Regions from separate parts of the Sus scrofa genome. Here all the other regions are linked to region 3. The links are chromatin contacts, called in public Hi-C and HiChIP or PLAC-seq maps. All regions are on one chromosome and are shown on one strand. The core of a region is the stretch at or near the end of the contact, and the rest is flanking DNA. Distances in the headings are between cores, read along the strand shown. Region 1 holds the start of N4BP2L2 (NEDD4-binding protein 2-like 2). Region 2 holds the start of BRCA2 (breast cancer type 2 susceptibility protein). Region 3 holds the start of FRY (protein furry homolog).

Region 1 (3,468 bases), core at 785-3,284, 480 kb after region 3:
CATTTCTTAATCAACAGTAATTGGTAAGAGGCCAGACAAGAAATTCAGAGAAAGCTTTATCTGGGGGGTCCTCATTGCAGCAGAGGGGCGTGAAAACAAGTAACAAGTTCCCTTGCTTGCTCGGTGAGGGAGAGTGGTTTCTTACAAGGGGTGAGGGTAGGGGCAGGTCCAGGGGTCAGGCCAAAGGGCTAATTTGGGTGGTCTGCCCACCCCTTTGGTGGTGTTGTGTGCAGAGTGCATGTGCAGTCCCCTGCATTTGCTCCCAGGACCCTGTTTTGTTCCCAAGCAACAGCTGGATTTTTTATCTTTTTGTATCTTGTCCATAATTTGCCCCAACTGAACATGCACGCAGTTATTTTCAGTTCTTTATTGCTTGAGGAGATATTTGTCCAGGTGCAAGCATGGCAGCAAAGGGTCCCAGGTCCCAGTCTGTCTCAGATATGTTGCATTAACTTTATAAAGAAAAAAATAAGTAAATAAGTTGTTCTGAGATTGACGCCAGTATGTCAATATGTTTAAAAAGAAATCTGACAACTCCCAAAACCAAAGCCCTCATTTTTTCCAGTTGGTTGGTCTATCTTAAACATAAATTCTGCTTATAATTGAGCAGGACCCTGGGGGGGTCTTCCTGGGGCTAGCCCTTCCCCATAACCTCTGTTTTAGCTCCTCTCTGAAGTACCCAGATGACATCGTCTGATGTGTATTTCCTGAGTTGTTTTACAGATGCTAAAACTATCACCAGATGGAAGAAATTAACTACTTGATGATCACGAGTATGGACCTACTGACATCTAAGGACTGATAAAAGTAACCCTTGTGACTCCGCCCAGTTACCTCACCATTAACCAATCAGAGAGTTGTGCACGAGCTGATCGCTTACCCACCCCCCAACTTCATTTGGCTTTTTAAAGGCTTTACAATTTGGGGTTCTGGGAGTTCGGATTTTGGGGGGACACAAGCTACCCGTCTCCTTGCATAGCTTGCAATAAGCTTTTCTCTCCTGCAAGCTCGAACGCTTCGGTTTACTTGGCCTCGCTGCCCAACTTGCGATAAGAAGCTTCCCTTGAAATTCCTCAGGCACTCTCAAGAGTGCAACCTTAAAGCCTGTTTTATTCACAACCTCTTCATTCTGCCCGCTCTGGTCTTCCTTCTCTAGCACGAGAAAAAAAAAAGGGCAAAGAGACGAACTAGAATGATACAGCTACGCTCTAGAGAAGCGGAAAGAAGGTAAACCTGTGAAGAATGCCGTCGGTCCGGAAACAGCCTCCTCCCAGCTTCTCATTTCCTCATTACGAACAGCATAAGCCCCAAGAAAAAGCAAGGAGGCTGTATGAATAGAGGAGCTTAGGGAGTCTCCCTGTGCCCTACCGGGTTAATGATCCAGCGTTGTCTCTGTGGCGGGGCAGGTTCGAGTCCTGCCAGTGGGTTAAGGATCCGGCGTTGCCCAGCTAAGGCGTAGGTCTCAGCTGTGGCTAGAATTTGATCCCATGCCCGGGGCCTTAAATACGCGCAGGGGGTTCAGAGACTAAACCCCTATACAAACCTGAACCTAAGGCCTCCTGACCTCCACACAGGGCAGCCCCAGGCAAAGTGCGTCACGCACTTTCTCTGCCCCAAAGGAGGCATGTTGGGATTCTGTCCGGGAATTTAAAAGAGCTCCGAGGCGGAAAGGTTCACTCCCGGCTTCGACCTTTACAGCCAACCTAAAAGGTTCAGTCAAGCGCCGGCTTAAACCCAAGTCGCCAATGGAAGAATACGAAGAACATCATCACCACAACCCCACCTCGCTTAAAATGGGATGTTTACTCACCTTACACACAGCTCTGCATTGACCTTTACTTCCCAATGAAGTCTTCTTCTAGAAACACACGAACATCTCAGGTGAAAGAAGCGCGGGGAGACGGCCCAAACCTGAAACCCGGAGCGACTAAAAACCCGGCCCTCAGGAGAGGAGCAACAAGCCGCACCTCCGTAAGCAAGATGTCGGCCACCTCACGGTTACCCCGGAAGGGATTACGGAGTCGCGCCAGGCATTGTGGGAATCGAAGTCCGGCCTTCGTGTCCAGCCTGGCAACCTCATAGTCTCCCAGAATCCATTGCTTCAAATTCGCGCCAATGGCAACAAACGTAGACCGGAACTAGTTCTTAGGTTGCAGCCGGTTACTTGTTTAGAAGCATCAACTTCGGCTAAAAAAGGCGATGACCTGGTCCGGGTTCATCCCTGAAGGAATAAAGACTGGGTGCCTGGCAGCCCAAACAAAGACATTAGATGCTCTCAGCGCGGGCTTTAAGGCTTTTGGGAAACAAAGCTTTTTCAAAGAGAACTTAATATATGGTCTCGTCAACTAGGGTTGCTGACCTTTCTACGAAAAACCAGTAATTGTAGGCTGTTTCTCTCAGGAAGAAAAGAATCAATACAGCGGAGCGTTGATAGCAGATAAAAGTACTTATGAGAAAATCACCTCTCGTGTCATAACTATATTTTGTTTTGTTTAGGGAAATGACCATTTACTGAGTTTTCCCATTTAAAAAAAGTCAGTTTGTTAAAAGCACTTGAAACAGGACTTCGTTTGTGATGCTGCTTGTACAACTATAAATATAATAAAAGTCGTTGAATTTTTAAAAAGAAGAACAGCGCTTGATAAAAGTATGTGCTGTGTAAGCGTTTGTTAAATTATAAGTAACTACAGGAGTTCCCTGCTGTGGCTCAGAGCAAAGGAATCTGGCTAGCATCCATGAGAACACAGGTTAGATCCCTGGCCTCGCTCAGAGGGTTAAGGATTCGGCATTGCAGTGATCTATGGTGTAGGTATCACACTCGCCCAGGATCTGCCTTGCTGTGGCTGTGGCTAGGCTGGCAGCTGCAGCTCTGATTAGACCCCAGCCTGAGAATTTCCATATGCCTCAGGTGTGGCCCTTGGGGGAAAAAAAAAAAAAAAAGATGTTTTGAGATCAAGCAAGTATCCTGTTCCTAATCAAACTCTAATTAAGGTTCTGCCTCCATTGATGATTCTTACTACAACTGATCTTTACAATGATAGTTGCAAAATAATTATTTCCCCCCAACTCCTTCAAGCCCTCCACATTTATTATTCCTGATGGTAATGAAGAGTATGATTATTAATAAGAAAAGCCCGGGAGTTACCGTAGTAGCTCAGTGGAAACAAATCTGACTAACATCCATGAAGCTGTGGGTTTGATCCCTGGCCTCACTGGGTGGGTTAAGGATCTGGCCTTGCTGCTCTCAGACACCGCTCAGATCCCACGTTGCTATGGCTGTGGGTAGGCTGTCAGCTGTAGCTCTGATGAGACCCCAGCTTGAGAACCTCCATATGCCTCCATATGCTAAAAAGCAAAAAAAAAAAAGCCCTTCTTAGTTATTTAATATCAGTGTGAATTTATGTATTCCCCTTATTCAAGAAGTTATAATCCATTGTTGTTCTTATTTATTAATAGTTTATTATATCA
Region 2 (3,103 bases), core at 143-2,642, 290 kb after region 3:
GAAAGAATGCTATGCACAGCTAATGAGTGTAAAAAACCTGGTACCACAGGAACAAGGAGCATAAAGTTATGGGGAGAGGGGGCAGTGCTATGGTAAAAAAATATATTTGGGAAGGTTGTATGACATACCAACAGTTCTCATTAAAACACTCCAATGAGGACCCTTGCCTCGCCCCCCCCCCCCAAAACAGGGTGTGAGGAGGGAAGCAAATTGTTCTGACCTTGAGGGTAAATACAGATTTAATAGGATAGTTAAGTACCTGAAGTCACACACACACTTGAACTGAAACCCAGTCTTTGTTGACCAGGCAACTTAAACTAAGATGATTCGATTTCCCCATCTGAAAATACCCAGTGATTTATAAATTATTATAAGACTAAGCATGATATTTCTTATAAGGCACAAAGCAGAACAACTCACAGATGTTCACTATGTGGTAGCTGTTATTGGGTAAAGATCAAGCGCCTGTGTTTCTTTGCTATTTAGACCTGGATGATCATAGCTGTGGTACCTATCTGTATTGGTAAGACTTCCTACTACAGCTAAGGATTATCAAACTAAAATGACACCCAAGGAACCAAGCAGAGGCCACCCTTTTTCTAATCCAAGGTTGCTTCCATTGTGCACTGTTAAGAGCCTTCAGGAAGCAGCAAGGCCCATGAGCCGCTCTCACCTCCAGAATCCAGCCGAAGGTTTTCTAGGTAATACTATAAACCTGAATTAAGCCTGGTGCTAAGCATATCTTGCAGGCGGTTGGAGGGAAGTCGGGCACAAAACAGTGCTTGGTACCCTAGGAATGTCAAGGGATATTACGGAAGCCCCCACAGGGAAGTACTTAATGCAGGAGACTTGAGGCGGGTTTTACAATTTTTTAAGCAGGGAAGCGGGTTCAGAGGTTTTGAAAACCAGCTGCCTGTGGACTAGAACTAATGTCCTCTGGCTTTAAACTGCAGCCCCTTCTACCCTAGAGGAGCAGGCAGCCGGGAAAAGGAGTCATCCACAGCCACGGACCACTGTGGGGTTTTCGAACATCTGCCTCTTTGGGGGACGCCCACTCTTAGAACAAAGACTTTTCAAAGACCCCAGGCCCTGTCCGAGGGGGCACCCAAACGTAGATGTAGCGGAGAGAAGGGGAAGAAGTCGGGGAGTATACACGGGACGCGCGGTCCCTCCCAGCAGCGCGGCCTGCTACTCTGAAGGCTCAGAAGAGTAACGCTGGGTACAGACTCTCAGGTAGTTAAACAATGATTGGCTTTGGCCATAAAAGGCAGCGGCTGCGGCGGCCCGGCCCGAGCCTGACTTCCGGGTGGCGCGCACGTTGCGTGCCGCGTCATGGCGTCATCGCGTCACGTGTCCCGAGAGCCGGCTTTTGGCGCGAGCGTCTGAAACCCGGTGGGCGGAGGCGGGGCTGCTGGGGCTCTGCGACCTGGGTGCTGTTTGGGGCTGTGGGTGGCGGCGGAAAGGAGTCTGGGGTCAGATTCCTCATCGAAGTGCCGGCGCGGGTTTTGTCAGCCTACTCTGGCCAAAGAGAGCTGCACCTCTGAAGGCGGTTAGTGTTGGCAGGAGTGGAGACCGGCCAGGCTTCCGCGGTCTCAGGCGGCGGGGAGCGCGTCTCGTGCCCGGGTGGGAGCCGCGGCCTCCGGCCCGGGATGGACCCCGCCAGCCCCTCGCAGGCCGGAGAGGGACCTGCTCTCAGGGCCGGAGGTTCGAGCCCCGCCCCTTCCCGGGAACTCCATTGCCCAGCTGGGGGGGGGCCTCTAGTCCCAGAAGTCCCAATCCGAAATTTCCTTAATTGGAAATAGGATAAAGTTATTTTAGCGGAATCTTGCTCTTTTGGAAAGTGTTTTAAAACCTATGGCACACTGTATCTTAGTCCCCAGGTAATTGCTGTGTTACGAAGATTTACTGATTGGGCATTGCGAAATGGTGTTTATCTCATAGCCCCTGCTAACTGCGCCGCCACTAGCCACACGTGACTAGTTAACTTAAGAGAGATAATACTATTGAAAATTCTGATTTTAAGTCATACTTGACACATTTCAAATGCTTAATGTGGCTAGTGGCTGCCGTATTAGACGGCACAGATATAGAATCTTCCTTCATTGCGTTGAATCTTGTCCCAAAAGTGGGACCAAGTAAATAGACAATGTAATTTTAGGCAAGTTTACCCGCTTCCGATTTTACCTCAGAGTCACTTAACAAGGACTCTATCCTGTGAAGTATATTTTGGTGTTCTCTTTTGCAGACTCATTTACCAAACGTCGGAGGCATATTGTAGATAAAAATGCCGATTGGATGCAAAGAGAGACCAACTTTTTTTGAAATTTTTAAGACGCGATGCAACGAAGCAGGTATTGACAAATTTTATATAAATTGATCAATTACACTAAGAAAAATGTTTTCAGAAAAACATTTAACTGTGCTGCTTGCTGAAAAGAATCCAATACTTCACATTTTTGTTTACACCATAAACTGTGCTTTATATAGAGTCAAATCAGTTAGGAAAATAATCATTTACATTTAACCACATGGTTAAGTGTAGAACCTGTAGTGGACAAAGAGGAGACTGGCCCTTTGATTGGCAGTAGAATTGTTTTTTTTCAGCAGAAAACTTTTAGCCACATCAGACGCATTGGTAACATAGAGCAGAATACTGAGACCAAACTTATTGGTCTCAGTATTCCTTCCACTCTAAAAATGATGGAGGACCAAGAGCTTTTGTTTATTATAGGTGAACATATTAGAAATTTAAAAGAACTTTTAAAAAGTTATAACTTAATAATAAGTAAATAAACCCATTGTATATTGATGTGAATAACATGTTTTTGAAAAATAACCACTCCCCCAACGGGAGAAGAGTGACATTATTTTAACATTTTGCAATTCTCCTTCAGTATCTGGCTCAGGAGAAGATGGCTGGATTCTTAGACCCGTTTTGTGTTTGATCTGTTACAATGTTGTTTGGAAGAAGTGTATGAAGAAAACCCAACCTCACTCAGCAGTGTAGTTAGAAAAAGGAGTATTTTAATGGTCTTCAGTTACTCTTGGGTATTTTTCTTTGGTACTACACCAAAGCTTAAGTAGTAGCCTCTTAGAAGTTACA
Region 3 (3,479 bases), core at 332-2,831:
TGAGCACTTTCATTTATAATATCTTTTACTGTTTCCAACAACTCCATGGGGTCAGTACCATTATGATCCCATTTTATAGACAAATAAACTAAGGCCGAGTGAGGTTAATAATTTGCCCCAGGTCTCATAGCTGGGAAGTTCTGATGAGTTTTGAGAATGTTGGTGCTCATTAACCCCAGGCCCCCTGCAGCCTCCCTGTTCATTTAGGGCCATCCACGGTGGGGGAGCCTCCAGAAAAGGTGGCATGCATGTTAGCCTTTGTTTTCAGGTGTCATAGCCATTTTGGTAAATCTTTGGGGTCCTGTGTCACCTGGAATCCTATATTCAAGTGTACACGTGATAAAACAAAATTAGCTCATCAGCTCTAGTGTGCATGTAAGTAAAAAAGAAGTCAATCTGAGGAGACTTGATGAGAAGAGGGTGCTATGAGTGGAGCTGGAAATCTCGGTGGTGGGGTGCTCGCCTTTTGTGTAAAGAGTTGGGAAGGCTCATTGCACTGATAGTGTCTTGGGGCATTTCGGGGCATAGTCCTAAAAATTCTTTGGTGTTGAATTTTTTTTTTTTATTTAATCTTAAAAAAAGTGTGTCATACTTTCCCTGCCATTTCTCAAATGTTAGTCTGGCAGGTCCTGTTTGTGTGTAGATGTTGGAGTGGGGGAGGGGCGCGTGAAACTTTTTGTAAATTATTAATGGAATTGATTAATCCCGTTGGAAAATGTTAATCATAAGTGTGCTGGGGAAGGGAAGGATTCATGGTTCTCGGCAGTGGTTAGCTAAATCCCACCTCCTCAAATGCAGCATGTCAAAATTAGGCCTATTTAATCTCTGGTCAAGCGAACTAATAACATGGAACAAAGCTAACTGAAATCAGGACACCTGCTATCAAGATTTCATGAAATCAAAAGCCCCTTGTGCAGCAAGGAATATGATGCTTTTGCTTAGCTTTTTAATACAAATAAGAATTAGCTTTATTGGGCTCTGTGATTCTTAGAAAAGACAGGTTTGCAGATCCATTGTGGAGCCTGGCCTTGGGTAAACAAGCCTAAGCACAGTGTACGGTCCCCTTGGGGTGCTCGCGCCAGGGTGGGGGTGCCCCTCAAAAATGACAGCATTTCTGGGAGGAAGAAGCTTCCGCCGTGATGGGAAAGGAAAAAGCCCAGGCCAATATCCTGGTGTTATTAGCAAGCTTTCCTACTGCAACGGGGCTGACGATGGGGCTTTTCAAAAACGTCGCTGCAACCAGACCCAGGGTGCCACTCGCCTTACTGCAGCGACACAGTTGTGTGGATTCCAGGGGCAGCCGCGGGGGGAGCGCAGCCCGTGCGGCACGGCCGGCTCTCCAGGAGCGTTTCTGCAGATCGGCGGGAGCTGGGCCATTCCCCCCGCAGTTCCTCCCGAGGCAGGGGCCGAGGGTGGCCCAGGTTGAGACTGCGGGGCGCGGGGAGGCGCGCCCAGCCCAGCCCTCAGCCCTGCGGCGGCCCGAGCGGCCGGAGGCCTCCGCGAAACCTTCTCCCTCCCGGGGAGGACGGATCCCGGTGCAGGTGGGGACTTCCTCGGTCCCCACCTGCCGGCGCCGAGCCTGTGCGTGGCCGGCAGCGGGCGTTGCAGGTCCTGGCAGCCCAGAAATGAAAGCAGCGGCGGCGGCCGCCTCTCAGGGCTCCGATCGGCACCCAGCAAATAAGAAGCCCGTCCTGGACCCGGAGGAGGAGGAGCGGCCGAGCATCTCTCTGCTGCTCCTCCGCGTCCTTTAAATGAGGACTCCCTGCCGGCGCCGGAGGTAGATCTGCAGAGCCTTCCTCTCGCTGCTGACCCCGCTTACATCACTAACCTGTGACAGGCACATCCCCACGCCCGGTACCTGCTCCTCCAGCGGCTCCCAGTCCAGTCTGAGCCGCCTCTTTGTATGCCGCCGACATGGCCAGCCAGCAGGATTCCGGCTTCTTTGAGATCAGTATCAAATATTTACTGAAATCCTGGAGTAATAGTGAGTAATAGAAAATAACCTTTGTTTGTTTGTTTGCTGGATGTTGCATAAGGTTCGAGACATAAAAATCTCAACTGGACGCATATGCTTGGGAGCCGAGGAAGTTGGTTTTTTTTTTTTTTTTTTTTTTTCCTTGCCTGCTTCCATCTGCTGTGAAAATCAAAATGTCAGAGACTGAACTGGCTTTCCTGAAGTGCAAAGGCTGCAGTGGAATTACAGTAAATTTGGTCTGATTAAATGTTCGAGTCAGATGGCCCTTCAGACGCTGGCCAGTGCAGGATGGGGCATTCCAGGCTGCATTTCCTGCCTTGGTGTTTATTTAATATGTGCAGATTTTATGGAAGTATTTTGTGAAGTGTGCTTTAATCAGAGGGGTGTGGCAGGGTTTCACAGCACTTCGTAATTGTTATATTAGGGTATTGTCTAAAGAAAAAAAAGTATTTAAGAGTCCAAAACCTGACTCATCTTTTTTTGAAAATACAGGCATTTGCTGATTGATTTGCTCTCTCCCTTGTCCATGTGGATGATGCTGAGGATGCCATCATAATATTTGAATTTCTAAAAAAAATCCCGATGTGTGTTATTGTCCAAATAATGTGCTTTTCTGAAACATAAACAAGTGAGGTGTTGACCATAAAATCATTTATTGGGATATCAGAAGGTTATGACTTCAGAAGTTCCATTTCAGACCTACTTAACATTTTAGCAGTAAGGTCTCTCAAAAAGACAACCTCCGAGGCATCAGAATTACAATGAGGCCTTCAGGTGCTCAACTGCTGCCTTGTATTTTCTGAATAGTCGAAAAACAAAGTCTGCTCTATTTCACCCATCATCTTTTGTACTTGCTTTAGATAAAAGACCAGCGGGCAGGTATTATACATCCTTAATTGTTTGAAATTTTAAAACATTTTCCTGGAAAAAAAAACTGTGTTGTATCCTGTGCATACTAATTAACCTACCTGTGCTCAAAGAGCTGGTGATTTTAATTATCTCCTACACAAATGACCCACGGCCAAGAGTGTTCGTATGTAAACAAAACCTGGGCAGGAGAACCTGTGCCGTAATTGCTTTGAGAATGGAGCCAAAGTACCTTCAGCCTGAAGGTATTCGGGGATATGCATCTCTCAATGATAGCCATAGAAACCATCTTTTCCAGGTCACTTTGTAGCCCGGTGTACACTCGGGGGCTTGTCTGAGGCTGTGTTTCTGCAAGTGGGAAGCCATCTGGGAATGACACCGTCACCCCAACAGCATTCCTTTGTTGGAGCCATAATTCATTTATCTTAGATGCATTATTTGTCTAATACTTCGCCCTCCAGGATGAGTCTTCCTTTGTCTCTCCACCCTCTGATTCATGAAAAGAATCGGATGTACAGGATTCTTTATGGAGCAGTTTTCCAATATCTGGAAAGACTCATTCTGAGTTTGACATCGGTGTGTGGTTTTCAATCATTACGTTGACTGCGTTAAGGCCAGATTCTTTTCCTCCATCAAT

What was found. A called contact is a pair of places that touch in the nucleus more often than the background predicts. HiChIP or PLAC-seq counts read pairs in DNA pulled down with a chosen protein or histone mark.
Region 1: a Hi-C map of liver shows a contact between it and region 3, with 4 times the contacts expected there. The contact joins the promoter of N4BP2L2 here to the promoter of FRY in region 3. A contact is called at or near these places in 3 of 47 Hi-C or Micro-C datasets (embryonic fibroblasts, heart right ventricle and liver) and 1 of 2 datasets of contacts at active chromatin or transcription factors (alveolar macrophages).
Region 2: a contact with region 3 is called in an H3K27ac HiChIP or PLAC-seq map of alveolar macrophages. The contact joins the promoter of BRCA2 here to the promoter of FRY in region 3. A contact is called at or near these places in 2 of 5 promoter capture datasets (fetal skeletal muscle and liver), 2 of 47 Hi-C or Micro-C datasets (embryonic fibroblasts and fetal skeletal muscle) and 2 of 2 datasets of contacts at active chromatin or transcription factors (alveolar macrophages and skeletal muscle).

What each region holds. Positions count from the first base shown.
Region 1 is chr11:8,995,776-8,999,243 of Sscrofa11.1, forward strand. N4BP2L2 (NEDD4-binding protein 2-like 2) reads right to left here and starts at 2,035. Exons shown (of 13, transcript XM_021065179.1): 1 at 1,811-2,035.
Region 2 is chr11:8,804,558-8,807,660 of Sscrofa11.1, forward strand. BRCA2 (breast cancer type 2 susceptibility protein) reads left to right here and starts at 1,393. Exons shown (of 37, transcript XM_021065184.1): 1 at 1,393-1,549; 2 at 2,246-2,351. The coding sequence starts at 2,285. ZAR1L (ZAR1-like protein) reads right to left here and starts at 1,319. Exons shown (of 4, transcript XM_021065181.1): 1 at 1-1,319.
Region 3 is chr11:8,516,933-8,520,411 of Sscrofa11.1, forward strand. FRY (protein furry homolog) reads left to right here and starts at 1,582. Exons shown (of 65, transcript XM_021065177.1): 1 at 1,582-1,984. The coding sequence starts at 1,915.